Linked DNA regions of Mus musculus: regions 1, 2 and 4 are each linked to region 3. Evidence: chromatin contacts called from public HiCAR-type and HiChIP or PLAC-seq data. All regions are on one chromosome and are shown on one strand. Each heading gives the region's core, a stretch centred on a gene start, on an enhancer-like site or on the middle of the called end of the contact. The rest is flanking DNA. Distances are from core to core; before and after follow the strand shown.

The links. HiCAR-type assays count read pairs that join an accessible place to other places. HiChIP or PLAC-seq counts read pairs in DNA pulled down with a chosen protein or histone mark.
Region 1: a contact with region 3 is called in a HiCAR-type map of Th17 cells, with 5 times the contacts expected there. The contact joins two enhancer-like sites. A contact is called at or near these places in 5 of 484 Hi-C or Micro-C datasets (B cells, CD4 T cells, CD8 T cells and 2 more) and 6 of 115 datasets of contacts at active chromatin or transcription factors (CD8 T cells, T-cell acute lymphoblastic leukemia, Th17 cells and 3 more).
Region 2: a contact with region 3 is called in a BATF HiChIP or PLAC-seq map of CD8 T cells, with 10 read pairs. The contact joins two enhancer-like sites. A contact is called at or near these places in 2 of 15 datasets of contacts at CTCF or cohesin (large pre-B cells and pro-B cells), 1 of 484 Hi-C or Micro-C datasets (nephron progenitors), 4 of 115 datasets of contacts at active chromatin or transcription factors (CD8 T cells, effector CD8 T cells, embryonic stem cells and 1 more) and 1 of 9 other capture datasets (embryonic stem cells).
Region 4: a BATF HiChIP or PLAC-seq map of CD8 T cells shows a contact between it and region 3, with 6 read pairs. The contact joins two enhancer-like sites. A contact is called at or near these places in 4 of 484 Hi-C or Micro-C datasets (Th1 cells, bone marrow-derived DN3 thymocytes, cerebellar granule neurons and 1 more) and 2 of 115 datasets of contacts at active chromatin or transcription factors (CD8 T cells and embryonic stem cells).

Annotation. Positions count from the first base shown.
Region 1 is chr12:25,437,010-25,439,979 of GRCm38.p6, forward strand. The region is part of intron 9 of Gm36723 (a long non-coding RNA gene); the gene reads left to right. Among named protein-coding and RNA genes, the nearest start is that of Gm36886, 36 kb to the right of the region's middle. Within about 2 kb of position 1,537, at least 88 of the 459 cell types and tissues checked have an H3K27ac peak or open chromatin away from gene starts, as enhancers often do. A contact at or near this core is called in CD8 T cells, Th17 cells, Th2 cells and 1 more, where this site is marked.
Region 2 is chr12:25,333,461-25,336,531 of GRCm38.p6, forward strand. No RefSeq gene overlaps it. Among named protein-coding and RNA genes, the nearest start is that of Gm36723, 21 kb to the right of the region's middle. Within about 2 kb of position 1,806, at least 44 of the 459 cell types and tissues checked have an H3K27ac peak or open chromatin away from gene starts, as enhancers often do. A contact at or near this core is called in CD8 T cells, effector CD8 T cells and memory CD8 T cells, where this site is marked.
Region 3 is chr12:26,056,614-26,059,414 of GRCm38.p6, forward strand. No RefSeq gene overlaps it. Among named protein-coding and RNA genes, the nearest start is that of Gm29835, 79 kb to the left of the region's middle. Within about 2 kb of position 1,303, at least 22 of the 459 cell types and tissues checked have an H3K27ac peak or open chromatin away from gene starts, as enhancers often do. A contact at or near this core is called in CD8 T cells, Th17 cells, Th2 cells and 2 more, where this site is marked.
Region 4 is chr12:25,454,320-25,457,183 of GRCm38.p6, forward strand. All of the region lies in intron 9 of Gm36723 (a long non-coding RNA gene), which reads left to right. Among named protein-coding and RNA genes, the nearest start is that of Gm36886, 19 kb to the right of the region's middle. Within about 2 kb of position 1,487, at least 12 of the 459 cell types and tissues checked have an H3K27ac peak or open chromatin away from gene starts, as enhancers often do. A contact at or near this core is called in CD8 T cells, where this site is marked.

The sequences.
Region 1 (2,970 bases), core at 287-2,786, 620 kb before region 3:
TCCATCTTCCATAGCCTAACATAACCTAGGCAAGGATTCTATTACTGAACTACATTCTCAGATCGAAAATTATCATCTTTGACCTGTTTTGTTGTTGTTGTTTGTTGATTTATTTTCCTTACTTTCCTCTCTCTCCCTTCATTCCTTTCTTCCTTTCCTCTTTCTTTTCTTCCTTTTTCCCTCCCTCCTCCTTCTCTCTTGGCAAGGTCTCACAGTGCAGTCCAGGCTTGCCTGGAACTCGTTATGTCACCCGTGCTGACATTACACCTGAAGCCATCTTTCTGTCTTCATGCCTTAGCCTCCGCAATGCTGGGATTACAGGAATAAACTACCTTACCCTGCAGCTATATTATTTGTGGTTTTAAACACAACCTTCACGAGCAATTGTGGTAACCTATGCCTCTAATCCTAGCACTTAGAATGTGGGGACAAAAGGACCAGAAGTTTGAGGCCATCCTGGACTACTTGAGACCCTACCTCAATAGAATAAAAATGAACCAGAATAAAATCAGATAAAAGCCTTCAGGCATAGCCGTTTCCCAATGTCCATTCTACTCTCTGGTTATCTTATTTGGTTGGTAACAGTTCTTCCTGGCTAAGAAGATAACTAGGTTGTTAAAATGCTTGCCAAAGAATCAGGAGGCTCTGAGTTTCCAGCCCGGAACTAGTGAAAAATGCTGGGCTTGCATTCCCAGCACCAGGAGGCAGAAATAGGAAGATCCTGGGGCTCGTTTGACAGTCTGCTTAGCCTTGGCAATGGCCCAAGGAAGTGAGGGATTCTGTCTCATACTGCAATGTGGACAGCTCCTGAGGAATGAGGTTGACCTCTGGCTTCCACATACATGTACACACAGGTGTACCTTCATATATACACATGTGCATACACACGCTCGGACAGACAGACAGAAAGACACACACACACACACACACACACACACACACACACACACACACACTTAAGACACACAGGTATACCTTCATATATACACATGTGAATACGAACACTCGGACAGACAGTCAGAAAGAAACACAAACACAAACACATACACACACACACACACACACACACACACACACACACACACACGTTGTTTAAAGAATCTAGAGGCTATTGTCCTTGATCTGTGCCCTGTGTCATCTCTCTATGCAGTAGTTATCCTCCTGCTTTTTGGTTCCATCCCAGAACTCACCTGACCCCTCCTCATGAAGTTCTGCTCCTGCCTCTGCTCTAATTCCTTGATCACCTACTGAGCACCAAACATCAACATCCTCTTCTCAGGTTCCTCTAACATACTAAAACGAACACAGTTTGTTAACCTAAATTCAGCTTTCTGAGCCTTTGTATGTCCCAACTATGGCTTCAAATCCTGTGAGCCCAGCAGGTGTGAAACCAAAGCCGAGCAGCCTTTTTTTTTTTTTTTTTTTTTTTTTTTTTTTTTTTTTTTTGTCACAGGGGAGATGAGTACTTCCACAATTGGAGTGTGGAGGAGACCAGAGGGCCAGGCGCCCAGGGAGGAAGCACAGGGTGTCTCCAGTGGAATAAATTATCTGCAAGGGTTGTGGTTAGTGTTCAGTCTGAGTGAGGCCCACACAGCTGGGACACCCTGTACTTTTGATCTGGCCTTTCAAGCTTGGGTGATGCCAGGAAATTGCCTGTAATGGACTGAAGGCTGCAGTATAGAAAATGAGAAGGGATTGTTATAAAAACAATGGGGCCTACTTCCCTGCCCTCCCTTCCCACACCTGCTTTGTGCACAGAGTCCATCTTGGCTCCAGGAGGGGGTGCGGGGTGGGGGGGACTGGAACCGGGTGCCTGGAACTCAAGGGCTGTTTGGCTGCAGACTGACTAGTTTGTGGGCAGGGACCTTTCCTGGGCTCTGAGGCACACCGGCTGTGTCAGACAACCACGACACATGTCACTGAGTCATCTCTAGCAACCCAGTCATTTCGGCCACAGGAAGTTGGGCACCTGCACTCCTCTTTTGAAAATAGCTAGCAATAGGGTGGGTGGGTGGGGGTGAAAGTGTTCAGTTGATTGACTTGGCACTCACGGCCACACCCTACCTTCAAGCATGGTGGATATATGAGCAATTTCAGAAGGGTACTGCAGTGTTACCCCTGGGTGCCTGTCATCACAGGACTTGAGAGTTCCTTTCCATAGTGAAGAGAGAAGGGGGTCATCTTGCATGCATTGTACCCGACACCTGTCAGGTGGGATGGGAAAGATTTCCTTCCTTCCTTTCATGCTAGCCCTGGGAGCATCGTCCGAGGGTGGACTTTCCATGGGACTGGTGGTGCCTGACAGGTGCGAGTGCAGAGGGCACAGAAACAGCTGATTTGGCCACAGGCATTAGAAATCTCTTCTGGCTTCCTATTTCCATATGACTATATGTCCTCAGGGACTGACATGAGTTCAGGATAGTAGTCTCCCTTAGGGGAAAGTCCTGACACCAGTTAGGTCATCACAGCAGAGCAAGCGTTTCATTTGTAATCATGCGGAGGTGGCAACTTAATACTCTGAAGTTTTCTACTACAAGGCAACTGCATTTGCTCCATGTAAGTCTGTGGTATAGACACTTTTAATGTCCTCTCCCACCATGCAATGGGACCATTGCCAAGCCTAAGAATATTACAAAACAAGTCGGAGGAAGGTAGGTTTAAAGTCGATGAAGAATACATTAATGGGCATAGAGGCAGAACCATGAGTGGCATACATTCCCAGTACCATGCAGGACAAGAGACGACACAAGGCACACCCAGAGACACCTACATGAGGCACCAACAATCTCTTTGCTTTAGAAGTGAGCGGAGATATATTGGAGTAGCAGTTTTCAATCTATGTGTTAAGAACCCTTTGGCAGGGTTCACATATCAGATATTCTGAATATCAGATATTTACAATTCACAACAGAAGCAAAATTACAGTTATAGAGTAGCAACAAAATAATTTTATGGTTGGGAGCCACTTCA
Region 2 (3,071 bases), core at 556-3,055, 720 kb before region 3:
GAACGGCAACAGGAAGGCTGGATTCACAGTGACAATTGTTCTGGAAGCAGTGACAAGTGGCTCAGCCCAAGCAGACTTAGGATGAAGAGAGAAGGGAGAGGAGCCACGTGCTAGCAGCCTACTAGTAGGAAGTCACCAGCATCCTTGGACAGGAGAGCAAGGGTGCCACAGTGTCCGTGAGATCTGATGTGGTGGGTAAATGAGAATAGCCATCACAGGCTCATAGGTTTGGATGCTTCATCCCCAGATAGCAGATGTGTTTGGGAAGGATTAGGAGATGTGGCCTTGTTGGAGGAGATGTGTCACTGGGGGTGAGCTTTGAGATTTCAAAAGCTCATACCATTCCAGTTTTGCCCTCCCTGCCTATTGCTTTTATATCAGGATGTAAAACTCTTAGCTACATTGGCTCCAGTGCCATGCCCATCTGCTTCCCACCATGGTGATCATGGGATAACTCTCTAAAATTATAAGCACCCACCTAATTAAATATTTCCCTTTATTCAAGTTGTCTTGGTCATTTGTCTTATTCACTGTTCTATTGCTATGAAGAGACACCATGACCACAGAGAAACACTGAATGAACTCAACCTCTGTGATTGGCTTATAGTTGCAGAGGTTTAGTCCAGTATCACCATGGCAAGAAGTATGATACCATGCAGGCAGACATGGTGCTGGAAAGGTACTGCATCAGGATCTGCAGGCAGCAGGAAGAGCAAGAACCATTGGGCTTGGCACAGGCTTTTGGCATCTCAATGCCCACCCTCAGTGATATGCATCCTCTATCGAACACGGCTACTCCTCTTAATCTCTCTGAAGTAGGGACACTTCCTGATGACCAAGCATTCAAACATATGAGCTCAGAAGTGCCATTATCCTTCAAACTGCCATAGTCATGGTATCTCTTCACAGCAATAAGTGTCTAACACAACTAGCTTGCCATCCTCACTGCAACTTGTCTCTGCTGTCCTGGATCTTCTTTCTGCGGTGGCATCTTATTGTCACCACTGCAGCTTTGGGCTTGCTTCCTCCTGGGTACGGTGGGAAGCAAGAGTCTCTTTCCAGATAGTTCCTGTGAATGTCCAGGAATATTTCTGCCTGTGTGTAGCTCTCCCCACTCCCAAGAGAACACCAGGCTCTCTGTCAACCTGGATTACAGACTTACTCCTGGAGATGGGGTCAAGGATGCATACTGAAAGAATAAGGAATATGGGAATAAATGAGAGACTAGTTAATGGGTTTAGGACTGATTAGGATTTTGAGACATGTAAGACCTAGGTAGATAAATATACTTTTGGCTTCTATGGATATAACATCCTCTCACTTGACACCCAGAGAAGCAAAAACATTAGCCCGTGGATGTACTTCTCATGTGACCTCCAGGCCTGGACACACTTACCATCCTGCAGTGAGTCCTAGACTTGGCCCAATGTGTTTATTATTTATGTAACTAGACCAGTGCAGCACCCACTGACAGCCTAAACTTCCAGTCTCTCTTTATCTTGCATGTCTGAGGCTAAGAGTGGGCTCAGGTGCAGGGGAGGAGTGGGGATCTCAACAGGCAGAGCTATCCACTCTAAAGCTGTGAAACAGCCTGGCTAGAGTTCCTAATAGAAGGTTCAGATGTATAGTATTAACATCTAGTAGTTGGAGGTGCAGCTCAATGGGAGTGTTTAAAGCTGTGTTGATTCAATTGCCTCCAGGCTCTTGCTGATGGGTTTCTTCATCCCTGGTGCACAGTGGCTCGCCCTTAAATTTCGCCCTTACTACAAATGGCATGGCCCATCCCATCCAGGCTGTCACTTCCTGCTAAGCTGGGTAGGGTGTGTCCCTGCAGCAAACAACCTCTTCTAGCTAACCAGCAATGTGTGTAATCTCCTGCTTGAGGCGCTGGCCATGCACACACAGCCTTCTCTCCATCTCCCTTCTCTACTTTCCTTTTTTTCTTCGTGGAGTTTGAATGGCAAGCCTCTGTTCCCCACATGCCACCACGAGGTATTGAATTAAGGTTTGGATTGTCACTTTGTCATCTTGACATGGACTGCACAGAGTAAGGAGTTTGTCTTAGAGGACTTCTGCACTTGTGTCAGCCTTTCAGATTGATCTTTATAGGACTTTTCTATTAGTCAGCTGCCAAGCCAATACCTGGGAATTTCCCTCATGGCTGTCTTTCCTTCAAGTTCTAATCCATCAACAAGTCTAATCAATTTCACATCCTTTGGGCCTCTTGAATTGCCTCTTGCTTGGGTTTCCTAGCCAAATTGCCTACTTTGTCTTTCTGTCTTCTGTTTTCTTACCTCCCATCCATTTTCCACGCTTGAGCCAGTGTGAACCCACGGACCCCCAAGTCTGTCTGGTTGATGCCTTTCCTGGCTTTATTTATCTTAAAGCAAAGGTCCTAAAATGCTGTGTGCAGCTCCAGGACCTGCTTTCTGCCTCTCTATACTCCAGGCTCCCTTCTTAGCCTCTTTAAGAAATCATTGCAGGGGAAGGGTTGGCTGACAGAGGCCACTACAGTGGCCTTGATCTCCGAGCCTTCTGGGTTTGTTCCTGCAGAGCATCAGGGTAGAGTGCCATGCTGGCATCTTAAGCTGTCTGGCATTGGTTGCTTTGGGGATGAACAGGAGGAGGGCCTGGGACTTCTAGTCACATACATCTGTTTTGAGTTAGTTTCCAAGGTTTTTCTCAAAAGCCAGACAGTGGAGTGACTCTCTTCTGGAGCCCTGCTTGGGTCCTCTTTACTTTTGTATCTTGTTTACCCTGTCCCATTTACAAGGAATTGTAAAGGCAGCTTGGGAGTTGACACTAATTCTGAGGTCAAGGTCAAGGTCACACCTCTTCCTTAAGTATAAACTGTGGCTCCTTGGTTCCGAGCTGAGTCACCAATCCAAATCTGCATCTGGGCAGTGTCCCGGACAAATGTTATTCTTGTGTGACAAAAAGCTCTTTATCCACACTTCCCAGTCCCTTACTTAGCCAGCAGAACCTGTTCCCACCACCTTTTGCCAGAAACCTAAGAAATGATACCAAGTGCATTGTTGAATGCCAGAAATGCTTTGTTTAATGGGCAGTTT
Region 3 (2,801 bases), core at 53-2,552:
AGGGTGAGAGGGAAGGTTGGGATGAGAGGGAAGGTTGGGATGGGAGGGAAGGTTAGGGTGAGAGGGGAGGTTAGGGTGAGAGGGAAGGTTAGGGTGAGAGGGGAGGTTAGGGTGAGAGGGAAGGTTAGGGTGAGAGGGAAGGTTAGGGTGAGAGGGAAGGTTAGGGTGAGAGGGAAGGTTGGGATGAGAGGGAAGGTTGGGATGGGAGGGAAGGTTGGGATGGGAGGGAAGGTTGGGATAGGAGGGAAGGCTGGGAGAATCTGGGAAGAGTAGAAAAAGGAAAAATTGTAATCCGGATGTATTATATGAAAAGACCAGAGAATTCATGCTAGGTCTATTGACCTCAGCATGGGTAACATTTTGAGCCAATGGATTCCCATCATGGAGGACTGTTTGCAACACCAGGAAGCCATAGAGTACTGTTCTCTGCCATTCTAACAGTCAAAGGTGGCTCCAGGCTTCTCCAGTTTTTCTTGGGGAAATCAGCCTTAATCCCTTATTGAAAGCCAGTGAATAAAAGTATATAAAGAATCAAAAAGAAGAAAGAACACATGCTACACAAGGAAGACAGTGAAGGGAGGCTAACACTTACTAACAAGCCAAGAGAGCTCTCTCTCTGGCTTAATAAGCCCAGGCCTGCTTTCAGATTTATAGGGTGGGAAATCAGATTAATCCAGCAGGATGTATTTTGGCTCTATGCTGTTGTGAAATGCCATATTAAATTAAACAAATTCTGTTGCTTTCTTCTGAGTCAAGGGGAGGGAAAAGAGAAAATGAATAACATGTTAAATTGCAGGATATTAATTATACAGAGCTACATATTGGATGTTATGCACCAAAGGAGCTAATTTTCTCCACAATGTTATTATTATTTGTTGTGTGTGTAGTGCCGTTGATATAAACACACCGCTTTATAAATACTCCTGTAAAGTTTATTGCTCTTATATGAGCATGCTGTGTAATTATGCATTTACCTTCTAATAAATGATATGAAAAGCACAGCTCACTCTCAGCAAAAGCCACGCGCACGCAATCATCCGACTTTCTAAAAAATCGCTGGGTAGCAACTGAGCTGTGTGGTTCTAGAAACAGAACTGATATGATCTGAATAAACAAGAAAGTTCTATTTTTGTTATTTTTTTTTCCAGCTTTAAAGAAATAGGCCAGACTTTCTCAGAAAGTTTCACACTCTGGGGTATTTTTTGGAGGAGGGGTATTTTGAATTTTTTTTTCTTTGTTCCTCTAAGGGTTGATCCATCCCTGTCAAGTCTGTAAAGCATGCTGTGTGTGGGTGGAGGGACAAACCACATAGAACGGTTTCACTGCCACAGTCAGGTCACCATATACATTGCACGGCAGCCTTTTGCAAAAGGGAAACAATGCAATTTTTTTGCAGAAGGAACACACACACACATGCACACACACACACCACCACCACCACCACCACCACCACCACCACCACCACCACCACCACCACCAGCAGCAGCAGCAGAAGGGTCAACGTGAATGGCATTCTGGATAAAAAACTGCTTTAGTTTCTTAGTTCTAGTCACCAAGACAGTGAAAGCTCTCCCTGCCCTACTTGAGAATGGGGTGGGGTGGGAGAGTGAGTGGTAGGTTTGGGGTGGAAGGCAGGCCTGTCCAGAGCCTAGCAGCTGGTGAAATAGCCAGTGATTCACTCTAAGGAACCGGCCTAGATGGCTCCTAACTCAGACCTACTAATACAAAGTCCTTTGCGGAATCTGATTCAGTCACTGAGTTGGTCAAAGATGTTAGCAGTTTGGTGGTTTTCTCTTTTCAGTTTCTCACTGTCTGTGAAGTTAATACCTAGGCCCCCAGAAATCATTCTTTAACAATGAATTGCTTATATAGATAAACAACTTATACATGGAAAATATATTTTGATTTGAAATTTTCAGGAGCAGAGCTGGGGTCTAAAGTTAATTTATTTATTTTTCTAGATCTGTTTAAATCTAGAGAGAATTTTAATTTAATAACTCTATATACTTCAAACTCAATGCTGTGTGCATAAATAATTCTTTACATCATAATTTCCTTCATTTCTCTATATAACAGCAGACTATCATGCACATTTTGGGGAAGGGGGATCCAATCTTACTGTAAGAAGTGATGTTTTCCTAGCTTCGAATGGTCAGTAATTTTAAACCACAGAGGAAGGAGAAAGATGGGAAGGGTGGATACTTATGTCACCGGGATGCAACCTCTCTCCTCCTTGCCTTAGGTGGAAGGCAGCTGGGTTGGAGCTAACTCCCTGCAGTTACTCTAAGGCAGGATCTCACAGGTAGATTTCAACAACCTGGAATAAACATCCTAAGAATTTACCAGAAACATGATCACCTCAGATCCAAAATGAACTAATTTAACCCAGATTACACAAAGAAGTTTCCTTGTATGGAAAATAATACAAAACAAACAAGTTTATATGAAGCTGAATATGGGCTACAGTGACCTGACCTGAAATCCCAGTACTCAGGAGACAGAGGCAGGACTGTCTCAAATTTAATGCCTACCTGGACTATGTATGGAGGCACACTCTCAAAAGTTTACCAAGCAACACCTTCCACGGGAAACAGAAAGTCATCCTGGAGCACTAAAAACTTGACTAGAATGAGAGGCGTGTGTGCAGCACAGGCGTGGATGCCTCATACGAAGAAAGCTACAATCAGAGTCTAGTCATTCCAGAACTGCCAGATGCCTTTTGATGTTGAGTCTTGCCTTCCTGAAGGTGTTGTAAGCTTTGCTCTGGCCTGCTCCCCCAATTTCTTCACCTTAAGGGCCCA
Region 4 (2,864 bases), core at 237-2,736, 600 kb before region 3:
TTGTGTTGCTATTATTATTGTTCCTTATTTGATTATTTGGGAGGGGGGTAAGAAACAGAAGTATTTTTAAACTACAATAAACATGTTAAAAATATGGAGAGTGGGGCGAATCCAAGAAAGAAATTGCTTGTGGCTCTACTGTCCCGGAAGGGACAATCCTAACGAGTGTCCTGATCGACTCACTTCCGACCTTTGAGGAAGGAGCTCCTCTCTAAGGGGACATTTGGGATGTGCACATATTTATTTTTTATGATGGCTGAAATTCTTTCATGTAATTTTAAATCCTGTCACTTGAATTCAGCAGAAAAACCCAAGTTCTTGTATCATTATATTCTTTTGAAACCAAACTGTCTCTTTTTGTTGTTGTTGTTGTTGTCATCTTAAAAAAAATCATTGTCCCTCTGGCATGGTTTTCTGAGAGAGACTTAAAAACCTACCCTGATAGAGGCTTTCTTGTGGAAGCAGTTATTTAAGACAAGGTTCTTCCAGTAGGAGACCTCCTATTTGTTTCTGATAAGAGCATGATACACAAGGTTTCACGTCTTCAGTGTCATTTGGGGGCAAAAAGAGGGTGGTCCAAGAGTCTGAAAGCACATTAGTTATTTTCTATGTTGGTCTTTGTGGGTGGCGAAGTCATTTCCTACCAACGAATGCAATGCTTTTGTCAGAATCTGATCTCCATGTAGTAGACCTCTCAGGAACTCATTTTCTGTTCTTTACCTAATTGCTGTCTTCTAAGCCATCTATTGAAACACACATCTCCTTTGCTGTGTAAAAGACTAAAGCCCAAGCTGGGCATGGTGGCGCACACCTTTAATCCCAGTACTTGGGAGGCACAGGCAGGCGGATTTCTGAGTTCGAGGCCAGCCTGGTCTACAAAATGAGTTCCAGGACAGCCAGGGCTATAAAGAGAAACCCTGTCTTGAAAAACAACAACAACAACAACAACAACAACAACAACAACAACAACCACCACCAAAACAACAAAACAAAACAAAGCAAAACAAAAACAAAAACTAAAGCTCAGATAAGACTTCATGCGCTGTCCCCACCGGAAGGTAGACCTGCTTTCTTACTTCTCACTGGGTTCCTTCCCAGTCCCTTCTCCCGCTCCTTTACTTTTGCCTGGCACTTCTTGCTTCCATGCAGGTGTGTCTTAGCCCAGCCTCCGAGTCTAAGGATGCTCTCCTTGAAAACAAACCAGCACTGCACATATTCAATGCCACACAATTAGATCTCAAAATAGCTAACCGTGGATTCTTTAAAATAAAAGATACCATCCCAGTGGAAGTGACACGCTTCCAGAGACACCTTCAGGAAAGCAGTTCTACCTTAGTGAAGAAGAATCAAAACAAAACAAAAATAACAATTAAAGGAATGTTGGCAAAGTGAAATAGAAAGTGATGTGGTTTAGGCAGGAACTAGCATACAGGAAATGCTGACCCAAAAGATAAAGACAGAGCATGACCACTGAAGTATCTCCCTCATCTAGAAACACCTACATAATGAATGCTAAGTAAGAGGAAAGAAAATGAGCAGGCACAGCATTAATCAGCTTTTATCTCTGTGTTGTAAAGCAACGTATGTCTTGATAAAGTCTCTATAGCAAGAAGCATACAGTCAATGAGACCACACACCTGATGAGCTGGGGGGGTGGGGTCTCTGTTTTAACCTCAAGCCCTCCAGCAGCTGTGTTAGCCAACTTTCCATCACTCTCACAAAATACCTGAGAAAATCAATTTAATAAACAAAGGGTTTATTTTGGGGCTTATGGTTTCTAAGAGTTCAGTTGCCTGGCCTTGTTGGTTTGGGCCTTTGGTAGCATTGCACATCATAGCTGGGCTGCTGAGGCAGTTCATCAGATTAGAAGTGGGGTCCCAATATCCATCACTAATACCCTGCACAGATGACCTAGCTTCCTTCCACCAGGAACCTCCTAAAAGGTTCTACCTACCATCTCTCATTAGTGACCGAGACTGGTGATCAGGTCTTTAATACATGGGTTCATAAGAGCCATTTCCAATCAAACTTAAAGCAACAGCATTGCCTTTAGCTCTCAGTTCAGAGACTTGCATGTTCTCTCTCTCTCTCTCTCTCTCTCTCTCTCTCTCTCTCTCTCTCTCACACACACACACACACATCTAGATGGAAATGTTTGTGACATTAAAATGACCTGTGAAATTGCTGGTTTCATACAAGGCTTTTGAGATGTAAAATGGAAATGACAAATACAACCAAGTACTTTTCCACCAATAGCTCAATAGCTCAGGTCTCTGATGGTGGAGAAGAGTTCCCTGAGTGAGGTATATGGAGAATATGGGCCCAAGCCAAGGTGTAGAGGGATCAGGGTAGCTTCCTGCTTTACTAATGACACAGTGCATTTGTGGGCCAGTTGAGAGCTTCCAGGAACATTTCATATCCCTGAGCTCATATGTTTTCCTGTGACACTTCATAGACTGGCTGGAAGAGAGAAGAAGTCCTCTCTCGCCATTGGGTGGGAGACCATGCTAGGAATGGATGCCGGGGAACTCACGTGGCCTGGACGGAAGAGAACCCTAACAGGCTGGAGCTTGCCTATCAATACTGACTTCTGACCAACAGATGTATGCGCTTTGGAACACAACTAAGCTTCTGGTTTTGGTGAAAATAGTTAGGTTACAGTTATTAATTAGCATACCTACTAGTTTACCTGTTAACTCATAGGTAAAGAAAAAAACAACAACAGCTAAAACAGTTCCCTATGAAGTATTTGCAGGAGCTAGAGTTGACTACCAGGAGAAAGATGACTAGGTAACCAAGCCATGAGAATGTCTAGAGAAAAACCATGAGGTTTTCCATAGCATCTTCTTCCTACTAAACAATCA